Linked DNA regions of Zea mays: region 2 is linked to region 1. Evidence: chromatin contacts called from public Hi-C data. All regions are on one chromosome and are shown on one strand. The core of a region is the stretch at or near the end of the contact, and the rest is flanking DNA. Distances in the headings are between cores, read along the strand shown.

What was found. A called contact is a pair of places that touch in the nucleus more often than the background predicts.
Region 2: a Hi-C map of tassel shows a contact between it and region 1, with 2.4 times the contacts expected there. The contact joins the promoter of LOC100283913 here to the promoter of LOC103636244 in region 1. A contact is called at or near these places in 3 of 25 Hi-C or Micro-C datasets (ear, leaf and tassel).

What each region holds. Positions count from the first base shown.
Region 1 is chr8:159,904,627-159,911,241 of Zm-B73-REFERENCE-NAM-5.0, forward strand. LOC103636244 (protein SPA1-RELATED 4) reads left to right here and starts at 4,037. Exons shown (of 7, transcript XR_557890.4): 1 at 4,037-5,568; 2 at 5,672-5,829.
Region 2 is chr8:160,053,369-160,059,983 of Zm-B73-REFERENCE-NAM-5.0, forward strand. LOC100283913 (putative conserved membrane protein) reads left to right here and starts at 3,311. Exons shown (of 5, transcript NM_001156811.1): 1 at 3,311-3,776. The coding sequence starts at 3,390. It overlaps LOC103636251 (a long non-coding RNA gene), which reads right to left and starts at 1,378. Exons shown (of 2, transcript XR_557891.4): 1 at 1,016-1,378; 2 at 1-557.

The sequences.
Region 1 (6,615 bases), core at 2,787-5,286:
CTTTGCATTAAATGCTCCTGCGATTTGGTCGGCTGGCGCGGCGATTTGGTCAGGGTTGCTTCTTGGCGAAGATAGGGCCTCGGGCGAGCCGGAAGTATGTTCGTCGCAGGAGGGGGACCTCGGGCGAGGCGGAGATCCTCCGGGGTCGGCTGCCCTTGCCCGAGGCTAGGCTCGGGCGAGGCGTGATCGAGTCCCTCGAATGGATCGATCCCTGACTTAATCTCACCCATCAGGCCTTTGCAGCTTTGTGCTGATGGGGGTTACCAGCTGAGAATTAGGAGTCTTGAGGGTACCCCTAATTATGGTCCCCGACAATATTACATAGTGGAACTGTGTTTATTCAACACATATGTGGGATGGGTCTCTCACTAGACCACTTGAACCATCGCATTCACCACACATTATTTCAATAGTGCCCATAAATGTCCAAACTTCAAGCTCGCGACTTTCATTTTGCGATTCTTGGTCCAGTCTCGATTGCATTTATCAATGACCCGATAAGAGAGCTTAAAGCACTCATGCCTAGGACTTTGTTTTGGATCCATTTGCAATCTAGAGAGGCAATATAGGTGTCGACATATTTGTCTCCCACATTTAATAATGATCTTCGTTATTTCCCAAAACGAAAGATTCATTGTTCGTATTCCCAGCACAATGATATTGCGCGCATTGCTAGGAATTTCATCATCAAGATGAACCTCTTTGTGAGGCAAATCACCATCAGGGTGAATTATTCGGATGAGAGTTATCTTGATGATGAATTCACCCTGATGGTGATTTGCCTCACGAAGAGGTTCATCTTGATGATGAAATTCCTAGCAATGCGCGCAATATCATTGTGCTAGGAATTCGGAACAATGAATCTTTCGTTTTGGGAAATGACGGAGATCATTATTAAATGTGGGAGACAAATATGTCGACACTTATCTTGCCTCTATAGATTGCAAAGGGATCCAAACCAAAGTCCTAGGCATGAGTGCTTGAAGCTCTCTTATCGGGTCATTGATAAATGCAATCGAGGCTGAACCAATAATCGCAAAATGAAAGTCACGAGCTTGAAGTTCGGACATTTATGGACACTATTGAAATAATGTGTGGTGAATGTGATGGTTTAAGTGGTCTTGTGAGAGACCCATCTCACGTATGTGTTGAATAAACATTGTTCCGCTATGTAATATATCTGGCAAATGGCATGAATTAAATTATGCAGTTAATAGGATTCTGAAGATCCGTCATGAGATCCTAAGAGGATCCATATCTTTGAATTATAAATATGCAACATATAAATCTCATACCGAATAATACATTCCTGATGAATTAACACTCTTCTATGTAGAGAGAATATATCCTAGATGAGATTATAGTTCCTTGATGGAACTTTTCTAGAAGAAATAAAGTCTGTGTTGAACACCAAAGTTTGATAATCCCTATAAAGGGATAAAGACCCATACAGACCCGAAAAGAAATAAGATGAGGTACCAAAGGACTTGAAGTTCACCGAATAAGCACATGTGCATTCCACGAGTTTTACTCATGGTATTTTCCACTTGATGTGGAATTACGGTATCCTCTAAAGACCCGATGGCAGAAACCTATAAGGTTTAGGTGTTACTGGCAAAAATATCCCCATCATGCCAGAATGACAGACTATAACGATGTATCTGATCGATGAAAAATCCCTGATGGATTACGATCTTTGATGGACTTTTGTTACACCATCATAGATGTTGCAATGGATGAACGCCTGGAGCGATGTGTCATGTTTAGAATATGTACTATTGCAACTATATTATCCCCTAAGTCCTATTGAAGGACATGTTATTTGCTTTGCACAACTATGTATAAAGTGTGGTGTAAGATAGGAAATGATAGCACCCCAACCTCGTCCATTCTCGTTATTCCAGATGAACAATGAGACATATATCTTGAAGAATATGCTTGAGTTATGAGGGATAACGACTTTGACAGATGTCATCGTCACGAGGAGTGAATGCTTATATTGATCACAATCATGAGACAATAAATGTCATATTCTATGCACTGAAGGCGTGAGCTTGATGATCAATATGTGAACCTTTATGGAACTTTCTATCAAATATATAGATCCAGTCGATCAAACACCATCAATCAAAGTGACTTATTTATATTGATACATGCACTTACCTCGTATATCCTAGAAGTGAGTAGAGGTAAAGTTCCTGAAATAGTCCTTGCAAGGATATGCAATCCGTTTGCTAAATCTTTATATGCATATACTTCCAGAAGAAGATGTTTTGCCTTATTGATATGGTTTTGCAAGGATCAGGGGGAGCACATTCCTAAAGTTAGCCTTTATAGTAGATTCAATTGAATCTAGATATAGAAGATCGAAATATGTCCTGATGACAGTTGTTGTACTCTTTTTCCTTGGTGAGTTTTTCTGAAGTTTCTCACATGAGGTTTTTAATGAGGCAACAAAGTGCAAATGCAATATGCGTCACCATGCGCTCTTTCTCCATATTTTCCCACTGGGTTTTTTGGGAGTTTTAATGAGGCATGTGTTGGTCGCGGTATTCGCCCAAGGGGGAGTGTTGAGAAACCCTAATGAAGGGATATGTGGGCAAATACCGAATATGCCCCTGAGGGCAATCACGTCTCTATATATAGAACATGTACCCCCTCATATGGAACAGAGATCAGAAAGAGGCTAGAGGCCCAACCCTATATCCAGCGTCTCGTGTGTTTCCTCTGTCGTGCTTATGGGAAGGGAGACGGGTTCTCTACATCTTCTTGCGCCTCTACTGCTGACGGGAGGGAAGGGAGCGGATCTGGTGATCCGTGGTAACGTAGTTCTCAACAATGGGAATGTCAGAACACTGGAATGGCAGCCTACCCCTTACCGCCTTAATAAGTAGTAGAGAACATTTAGATGGTGTTTGGTTCACGGAAATGTAACGTAAATAATTTACATAGGTATTAGATACCGATAATTTTGTTTTGTTGAGCTCTTTCTAATATTACTAGATACTAATATCTAATCCAATTATAACTAGTAACAATTATCACTGATAAGAGATCTCATTATCATTCCCTTAACAATGTCTAAACCCAACATCATTCCCTTAACAACGTCTAAACCCAACACCAAGGTGTTGTTTGATTCATACAATGTAACATAAATGATAATGATTTACAATCGAGTAACAGTGATAACAAATTTAAATAGAACAGTATTAGTTTCTAATGTCGTATCTAATTATGTTTGGTCCTAAATAAATACTAGCTTCATTTTTTTATTTGACGCTAGCTAGTTCAAGTTTACACTAACCAACGTCAAATATAAAAAACTGGAGGAAGTATAATATAACGTTATCAGTTATCCATAATGTTATAAAGATGAGAACCAAATGCCACCTTAGTTCGTTAGTTAGCCCAATCCAGTTAAATAATTGGAACAATTGAATCTATACCATTAAAAGATCCAAACTTTAGATATATACCATGGACCCCACATGTCATTGACTCATGTGGACCCACATGTAAGTGAGATAGTAATGGTATGGATCCAAAGTGGTGATCTTTTAATGGTATGGATCCAAATTTCCCTAAATAATTCGTTAGCTAAAGTGCTAAACTCACCAGTCACCACGGAAACAAAACGTGCCTCCGCTAAACAAATGTAGCCCCTCAGAAAATTATTACCACTCCCGGCCACCGAGCAACGTGGCCCGCGTTGGGGCGCCTGGAGTCTCCAGTCCCCACGCACCACGGGCGTGCGGCCGCCGTCGCGCCACGTCCGTCGCGCCCGCACCTGGCCTCTGCCAACGCCTAGATGCGGTGCCCGCTGACGGTTGGGCTTGGGCTCCTCGGCGGAATATATAAAAGCGCACCCGCGGACAGCGACGGGCCACCCATTGGGTCAAACTGCTCGTCAGTCCTCGGCCGGGCGCGGCCCACGCGCTGACGCTCGGGTAGCAGGCCGACGAGTGGGCCCGGTACAGCTACACGGCGCTTTCCACTATCGAAACCCAGGTGTGCGCTTTTGGAAAAACAAGCGCCCTTTTGATCCACTTCGTGGCAGGCGGTTTCTCACGCGAGCCTAGCCGGCAGCGAGTCACCGCCGGTCGATTGGCCACTGCGTGGTCACGGGCCCAGGTGTCATGAGACTGAGACGGTGCAGGCCGCGTGGCTTGACGGCTTCTGTCTTTTGCGTGGTCCCGGGGTTTCCGTTATTAGTAGCGCCACGTCATCAGTTCTTCTTCTTCGTTTTTTTTTCGAATTTTAAACGATAATTCTGGTCTTGATCTCGTCCTCGAGGCAAATCTCTTTGGGAATCGCCTGGGAAGTATCAGTAGAACGGGGGAGAGCTTGAGGAGTAGCCGAGTAGGGTTGGAGAGGCGTAGGGGCGCGTGTGGGCGCTCGAGCTGTTGTTGCTGGGCCTCGCCGGCTCCGTTTTCTTCCACCTCCGCGCGCAGCGGCAGCGCGGCAGCCAGCGGGGGTGGGCGTCAAGTCAAGGCAGCGCCGTCGTTTCATGTCCGCGGTCAGGTTTGGTGTCTAATGCAGGTGTGGTACTGGAGTACTGGACTACTGGTCCTGTAGAGCAGTTCGGGGGCGAGGGAGATGGACTGGCCCTGGCCCCTGGTCGCTGTGCCGCTCCGAACTGGGGCGAGGGCGAGGGCGAGGTGTTCGTGGGTAAGGGTCGCGGGCGATGTGCGGCTGGGAGGCGGGCTACCGAGGCGTAAGAAATAAAGCAGTAGTAGACGAGAGAGCCGCGATTTATAAAGCGGGTTTGTGTGGCTCGCTGCTCGCCTCCGCTCCACTCCTCTCACCTGGTGACTGCTCCTCCCACCTCGCTGTTTCTTCTACGGGATCAGGTTGCTGCTTGCTGCGGTTCAGATCCTTATCCCCTTCTGCTTTAGATGGGCCTCGCGGAGCAGTGCATGGAGGTGGAGGAGGTGCGGGACTCGGCGAATCGGAGGTGATCCCGGTCATGGGGTAGAGTGGAGTGGAGGGGGTTGAGCGTGTGGTATGGAGCCGTCCCGTGGCGGTGTTGGCGGCGGCGGGCGGCGGTGGGGGGAGGCGGAGGGTGATGCGGCGGAGGAAGGGAGACGAGGGGAGGACGGGGGCGAGGTGAGCCTGCGGGAGTGGCTGGACCGGCCGGGCCGAGCGGTGGAGGCGGCAGAGTGCGTGCACGTGTTCAGGCAGGTGGCGGAGGCGGTGGCAGTCGCGCACGCGCAGGGGGTGGCCGTGGGCAGCGCGCGGCCGTCGTGCTTCGTCGTGTCGCCGCCCTTCGCGCGCGTCGCCTTCATCGAGTCCGCCTCCGGCTCCGACGCCTCGGGCTCGTGCTCGGGCTCTGACGCCTCCGAGGACGCCGACGGCGACCCGGACCCGGACCCGGACCCGGACGCCTCGCCTCCGCTGCGGCGACGCGACAGCGCCGTCCCCGGCGAGGAGCGCGCGGGGAGGTCGTTCCCGCTCAAGAGCGTGCTGGCCATGGAGCTCAGCTGGTACACCAGCCCTGAGGATGCGGACGACAGCGCCGCTACCTTCGCCTCTGACGTCTACAGACTGGGTGTGCTCTTGTTCGAGGTGCGTGTCGGTGTGCGTTCGCTTCACACGTCAAATATACTTCTGTTTTACGCCACGTCTACGTCTTGACGTCGCTTGTGTTTGTTTGCTTCGCGGACTGCAGCTGTTCTATACGTTCGAAACGATGGAGGACAAGATGCGGGCAATGGCGAATCTGCGGCACCGGGTGTTGCCACCGCAGTTGCTGTTCAAATGGCCCAAGGAAGCATCCTTCTGCCAGTTGCTAATGCACCCTGTGCCAGAAACCAGACCGAAGATGAGGTGCGTCGCGTGTCGTGTACTATTTTTGAGCGTCTATCCCAGCAGCTTCCATATCCCATCCCATATTTCAAACTCCAATGTGTAAACAGTGCCACCTACTAAACCCTCATTTTTCATGATCCACCGGAGACAACTAGGTAGCATGGAGTCCTTTATGCATATATTAGTAACGCTTCTCCTCAAAGCTGGGAACTGCTTTTGCTTGTTAGTATATGTGATGTGGTTGTACGCTTTGTAAGACAGAGAACGTGGGTTTGATATACATGGCCATGGTGTTGTTTGAAGATCAAGCTTGCCTCGAAAATTGGCTAAGTCTTCTAGCAAGATAGGAAAGCCAATATTTATGGGGCAGTAGCAGACACTAGAATTATAATCAGCAATTTGAAACAATGGAATTTGTTAACAATGCTCCACATATTCTAGATTTGACATTCTTGTTCTAGCCTTAATTTTATATGGAAAAGTGCAGCAAACAATCTAAAAGTTGTAGCAACCAACCATCCTACAATGCACTTGCGGGACAGTTTTGCCTATTTGTGAAAGTCAGACGTATCATTTATCTTATAATATTTCGGTTTTGAACTTTTGATATTATTCATAGTTCATGTTTATTTCGAATCTTCAATAGAAAAATGTGGTTGTATTACAACTGATGAAAGTGCCAGCACACTTCTTTTCGTTCTAGGCGTTCCTCAGTGGATCTTTATCTTTGGCTAGAGACTTATATTTGGACAATAGACCATGCTGGATTTTAGTTGAGGTTAATATATTTTTTCTTCGTTGCCT
Region 2 (6,615 bases), core at 2,061-4,560, 150 kb after region 1:
TAAAATAAAAGTGAGTCATTTTATAGAGGCTAAATATCCAAACAGACAAAGTTAAAGGTGACTTGAATAATAAAATGATATCATTTGTCACTTTTAGTTAGATCCCAAACGTACCCTTATAAAGCCAATCACCCACATTTCAAAATTAATTAAATATGTACTTCGTCTGTTTCAAAAAAAAAATAGAATTATGTCATGCTATTTCAAAAAAATAAAACTAACACAAGCCCATGTTTTAGTAAGCTATAAATTTTATTAACTATAGATAGAAAAAGTATCAACATTTTTTATTATATCAAAATAAATATTGTTAGATTAATTATGAAACATATTTTTATATTAAAGAATTTGGAACCATAAATATGAATACCATTTACCAGGAACCATAATTATGAAACATATTTTTGGACAGCCATATTGTGCCCAGAAGTTCATGAATTTCTCGAAAAACTAGGATAGTCCAAAGCTTAATGAGCTTCTTGGATTTAGCTTGTGCCCAAACGCTACCAACGCTGCGAAGACGGACGCATCTCACTTATCCGAAGCATCTGTGAAGACTGAAGAGAGTTTGGCATTATGCTTGAATGTAAATGACATGAAATATCATTATAACAAAATCGCGAAAGCTAATTTGTAAAACTGCTAATGTTATCTAGCATAAATCAAGCAACAGGCAAAGCGTACATAGAACAGCGGTTATGTAAGTCGATTTCTTAAGCAAAACCAAATTGGCATCAGAAGGGATGTCATGTATTCATATCACCGCGGGTTGGGCTACAAGTGCCCATGAACTGCTCATAGCCCTTGCGCAATAATCCCAGCATCACTTGCCATTGGAAAGGGGTGTGAATAAATCTTATATCTCAGGAAAAAATGCCAGGTAGAAACGGCAAATTAAATGCTTTTTTTGTAGAAAACTGAACAATCACAAGACTACAAAGCAAATGAAGTTTCCTCGCAAAAGGGTGCAGATCCAGGACCGAAAACTGCTGCCATCAGAAGGGATAATACATACATATGTTGTGATCTCATCGCATTCGGCAAACACAAGCCACGAATTGCTCAAAGCCCTTGCGCAATATTCCCAGCATCACTTGGCAGCAGGAAAAACACACACGTAGATTTGGGGCTACAAGGAAATGAACGAATGAAGCAGGCACGCCCAAAGACTGGGAGGAGAGACGAGGTACACGGGGACACGGCTGTGTCTGGCAAGAAGCAACAAATCTCCCATGGTTGCTGCCTTGCTGATTGGAGGCGGCGGCGGCGTTCCGGGCACAGCGGTAGGGTTAAGGGGGTGGCTTAACGACGACGCGTGCGCGAGTCATGGGCTAAATCGGGCTACCAAAGATGGGCTTGACATCGCAATGGGCTCACCGGGCGAAAAGGGTATGGCTGTTGAAGACCATTTTACCTTGCTCGATTAACGTCGTCGTTCGTTTTTCTGCTTGTTCTATAAATTTTTAGATACCATTCACCTTTACACCTAGCAGTTTTAATAGTAGTTTTATTTTTGTGGTGTCAGCTGATATGATTTAAAATAATTCAAAAGTTTAAAGAGGTAAAACAAACTATATTTAAATTATTAAAAACTAATAAAAAGTCAAAAAATATTCAGATATATTTTTACATGAAAAGATAATACAAGTTAAAATTTTAACACTTGATTGAATCTTAAAATTTCAAAGAACTTTATTGTAGTTCAAAATATTATGAAGGTTGTTCTCCTTTTTCTCTAAAATCAAGCTCTATGTTATAGTGTCTGGCTTAAAATTGTTTGCATCTTGATTGACTCATTTTTTGGGCTTATTATTTTAGTATCTCTCTTATCTATTATAATTAGTCGATATTCCAAACTACACAAAAACACAAGTAACACATCATCAGACCGTAGTGGGTACTAGTCTTCCACAATCCACACTAAATAATTTTTCAAACTATGTTAGTATGTGCGGCTACATGCACCCTGCTGCACACATGCATGCATGCATGCACCCTTTGTTTAATATATTTAGTTAAGCTTTACAAACTATTAAATTTAATTGAGTTTAAGTGTAATGAACTATGAAGCGTAAGGTGACATGAATATCCAGATGATAGCACACTTGTCATAATATTTGTATAGATATAATCAATGGGCGTGAATAAGATTTTTCAAGCTAGACGATATAACATAGATCATGCTTATAGAGGGGAAAAACTAAAACTACTTTATATTTTGAGCTAAAACATACCCTTCTGTTATAAATTAAAAATTTGTTTTAGTCTTTTATTGGATCCATATAATAATCAGTGTATGTGTTTTGTATGTGTCTAGATTCATTAGCATTTTTTGAATATAGACATAAATAGCAAGTGGTAAAACGAGCTCTATTGTGAGACAGAGTGAGTATTTTGTATTGGTTTTAAATATGAAAATAGGTTTTAGGATTTTAAATTTCATTATTTTTCTTCTAAAATTACATTTAAACAATTTTATTTTTTTTGTAGAGAAGTCATTTTAGTTTGTTTATCTTTTTAGCTTTTAGCTTCATTCCATTTATCTTGGGGTCACATGGGTAGAGCAACTCCAGTATTTCTCTGAAAACAAATTTTTAAACTCATATTTAGCAAGTTGCTAAATAACCATCGAGAGTACAAAATAGATTGGTCTCTAATAGTTCCTAATATTCAGTGACTAATTTAATTTTGAATTTAGTTTTGATAGACACGCTTTCGCTGGCTAGTGACGCCGTGACGGGGTCAAGAATAGAGGATTCGGGAGCGGAGGACAAGGCCGGTCGGAGTGACCTATGGGGGAAGGCTCGACAACATGACGTATGAGGCAACGATGGTCTCACGGTGGAGAAGAAGTTTGTGTCACGTGCGCCGGTCCTGGCTGTCTCGCTGCTAAGAAAAGGGAGAAAACGAGTTGGATTTGGCTACCTCGTCGCTCGGGAAAGAAAAAAAATGAGCACACACGTGTGAATAAATTGGTAGCAACTGCGTTTAGGGAGTTTCTATTCAGTTGTCAATCCAAGTAAATGACGTTGGATAGCAACTAACTAAATTTAGCAAATCTATTTAGAGAACTTTTGGAGAAACATTTTTGTTCATTTCATAAATTTAAGATTTAAGGAGTTGTTTAGAGAATAATTGAAGTTACTCTAAAATCGTCACTAAAACTGTTTAAGATGTACAATACTGATTTATGGATAGTTCTGAAACTCAAATCCGAGGAGGGATCCAAGGGGGATTTCCTAGGAAATCAGGAAGGAAAATCGGATGGCGGCGATAGTTAACGGGTCTAAATTAGTCTTTTTTTTTTCTTGAAAACGTAAGGGAGTCCTACTTGTCTGCTTCCCGAGTTCAGAGTTCAGACTCAGCACATCACCCTTCTCTAGTCTCAAATGGCGTGCTCACTCCCGCTCCACGCCCCCTTCTCCTCGTCGCCCCGCATCCTCTCCTACCGCCCCGCGCCCAGAACCCTCCCTCTGTTCCGCCGAGGGCTCAGGGTTCCGTACCACCGCTCCCCTTCCCCGCCTCGCGCGCTCCCGGACGTTGCTGCGGGGGCCGTGGCGGGCATCCGGGACGCGCTCGCCGACGCCTTCTTGACGTCGCCGCCGACGTGGCGGTCCGCCGCTGCCAGCAACCTCGCTGTCTTTGTCTCCGGATCGCCGTTGCTTCTCTCGGGACTGTCCGCCTCCGGCTTCGCCGCCGCCTATCTCTTGGGCACCCTGACGTGGCGCGCGTTCGGAGCCCAGGGTTTCCTCCTCGTTGTCGCATACTTCGTTGTGGTGAGTCGATCCGATCGGTTCTTATTACCCGGTATGGACTACTTTAGTTTAGATTTAATTGGATTGTGCTGTGGATTGGTAAATCCTCTGGAGGTCGATGTTACTGTCATTCCACAGCAGCTTATTAGTTGTCCTATTCACGTTTTTAGCTTGTAAGTGCTAGATTGAACCTAGCTACGAGGGCTTACTATAATCTGCACGTACAGTTTGCTTAAAAATATCTAGTTTTATTGTAGTTTCACCCCTTAGAATTAGAATAAAATCGTGTACGGCATGCGCTTGTGCATACTATTGGCAATGCTAATGACATAATATAGTTGTGATGTACCCAATTAGAGACCAGAGGAGTGCAGTCTTTTCCTCTTGGTTTTCTGGGTTGAGTTAAAATAAACAAGTTTTGTTTGGATACGGGTGTATTGGCTCTTAGTTGCTCATACTTAGCAACCACATCATAATTAATTGAAGTGCATCAGTAGTCCTTGAACTTGCCATGTAGTGTTATCTAGGCCAACACTTAAAATGCTCAATATCCAAATCTCTTTTATCCAAATGTACCTACTGATGTCGGGTGACATGTGGCCAATGTTTTCAAGTCGAGATGTCGAGTTGAGTCGTGCAACTACTGACTAGTAAACTAGTCAAGACTAGTACTGACTAGTCGAACATAAGTCGGTGATTATATTTTTATAACTTTCTATATATGCTAAGACTAAAAACATGCTGGAACACTAAAAAACACCACACCTTGTTTAGTATATTTTCATCCATCTCCATCTTCTACAATATATCATTAAATATTGAATATAGTCTTGTAGCAAGTCTTTTATTGTTCTCTCTGGTTTCGAAGAACTTGTTTGGATTCAAAAACAGTGTTGCTCTAGCTCTATAGTCTATATAGATTGGTATCCATCCGACTGTCCCACCTCTTATCAACAATAGAAATTACTTCTTCTATTATTCTTTCTTTGTGCTCCAAAACATTTTTTATGTTCTTTTTCCATGGTCCATGGTAGCCCACATTTCAGCCATTGTTGGTCTCTCATCACCATCAACTATCCTCAAGAATATTACAATAGGTTGTTGTTATGGGCCTTAAGCCCATTAGCTAGGTCATTATGGTTACGTTAGCCGCGGCCACTGTTCACGTGCGGTTACCGTAGCACGTGAACAGTGCCGGCCAGATAGGGTTTGTTATGTTGCTTAGCTATTAAGTTAGGGTTACCTCTCTATATAAGGAGGGGCAGGGTGTTAGTAGAGGGAGGAAGAACATATAGATCTGGTTTACTCCTAGGGCCTCTTATGGGAGGGCTGCAGTTCACAACAGTTGTGAAGCTCTCATGCAATCTTCTACTACTTGCCAAAATGCAACAGAGTGACAAACAAGACGTGCATTTCTTAGTTTAGTGTTCTTCATTTTGCTCTCACACCATTCATTATTAACAAAGAGAGCTTTCAATCCTTGTCTTTGTTTCCACATATTAGCCAATGTAAGGAAGGATGTTGCAAACAGAGTAGTTGCATGCCTCACAAGATCTCTATCATTTGTCTTTGTCCTCATCAAGTCATGAATCATTCCATATCCATAGATAAATAAGGTAAAAAACTTGTCCATTAGCATCCTACTTACTAGGGTTGAGATGGCTGGGTGGGCTCACATTTTTATACCTAAGCCCAAATAAGTCACCCGACTCAACTGTTGCGGCTAGTCGTGACTAGTCGACGAGTCGAGTGACTAGTAGAGAAAGTCGAGTCGTTCAGATCGACTATCACCTCTGCACCGACTTCTTGACTAGTCGTCGACTAGTCTCCCGACTTTAAAACCTTGCATGTGGCCACGCTGAGTTGCTGACTATGCTTTTCTTCCTCGAGCAACCAGATCTATGGGTAACTCGTCCAATGTATCTTCTCATCAGCCCATAAACCAACCTTCGTCCACTGTTTCTGTGTTCCGTCTTGCTTGCCTTCAAGCCATGGACTGCTGCTGAGCCATTGGCTAGGGCAACCATTTTATTGTTCCCATGTGACAGGGGAGGGTGGAGTGTCCGGCAAGCAAGTCTCACCGGTGTGGTCAGGGGTGGACCCATCCCAAATTCTGAGTGGAGGCCTACCATTTAAGTGGAGGTCTAAACATAGGTATATTAACTAATAATTCTTTGTATATACAGTATATAAGAAATGGGATCCACTAAAATAAGAAATTTGAGTGGGGGCCTGTGCCCCCGCTGGGCATAACGTGCGTCCGCCCCTGGGTGTGGTGGCGCGGAACATACACCTAAGTTTTGGAGAAGATTTGAAGATGGAGCTTAATCACGAATAAGATACTGTGCTTTGTGTGCCTTCCACTTGCATTGGCTCTGATAGATCTCATCTCACAGCTGGCTTTGTTGTTGGTACACAACAACGCCCTCCACCTTCGACCCTCTTTATCTCTGTCCCTCTGGCCTCTCTGTGTGCTGAATCTGCTGGGGCCTTGTGTGCTCAGGCTCAGGCTGCTCATACCGCCCTTGATGATTTGGGGGTGCTAGTTTCGGCTTCCACACCTCAACATTTCCAGAGACCCACCTGATCAAACTCACTGGCAGAGCTGCATTGAGGCCATCATGGGCTCTAGCTCCCCCCCCCCCTGGGTCTTGGACTAGTTTTGGAAGGATGAAACTCTTGTGCATCGTTGCATGCACGCCTATCCCTGCACTTCCACAGCGCACCACACATGCAATATATGCTTGCTAGTTGCTACATGAACTCTCATGTCCAAAGCACACTGCTATGCCCATGCATTTCCTTTCCCAGTTGTTTTGGCTTCAATTGAGTGTTTTTGATGCAACACTGCATTATGAAA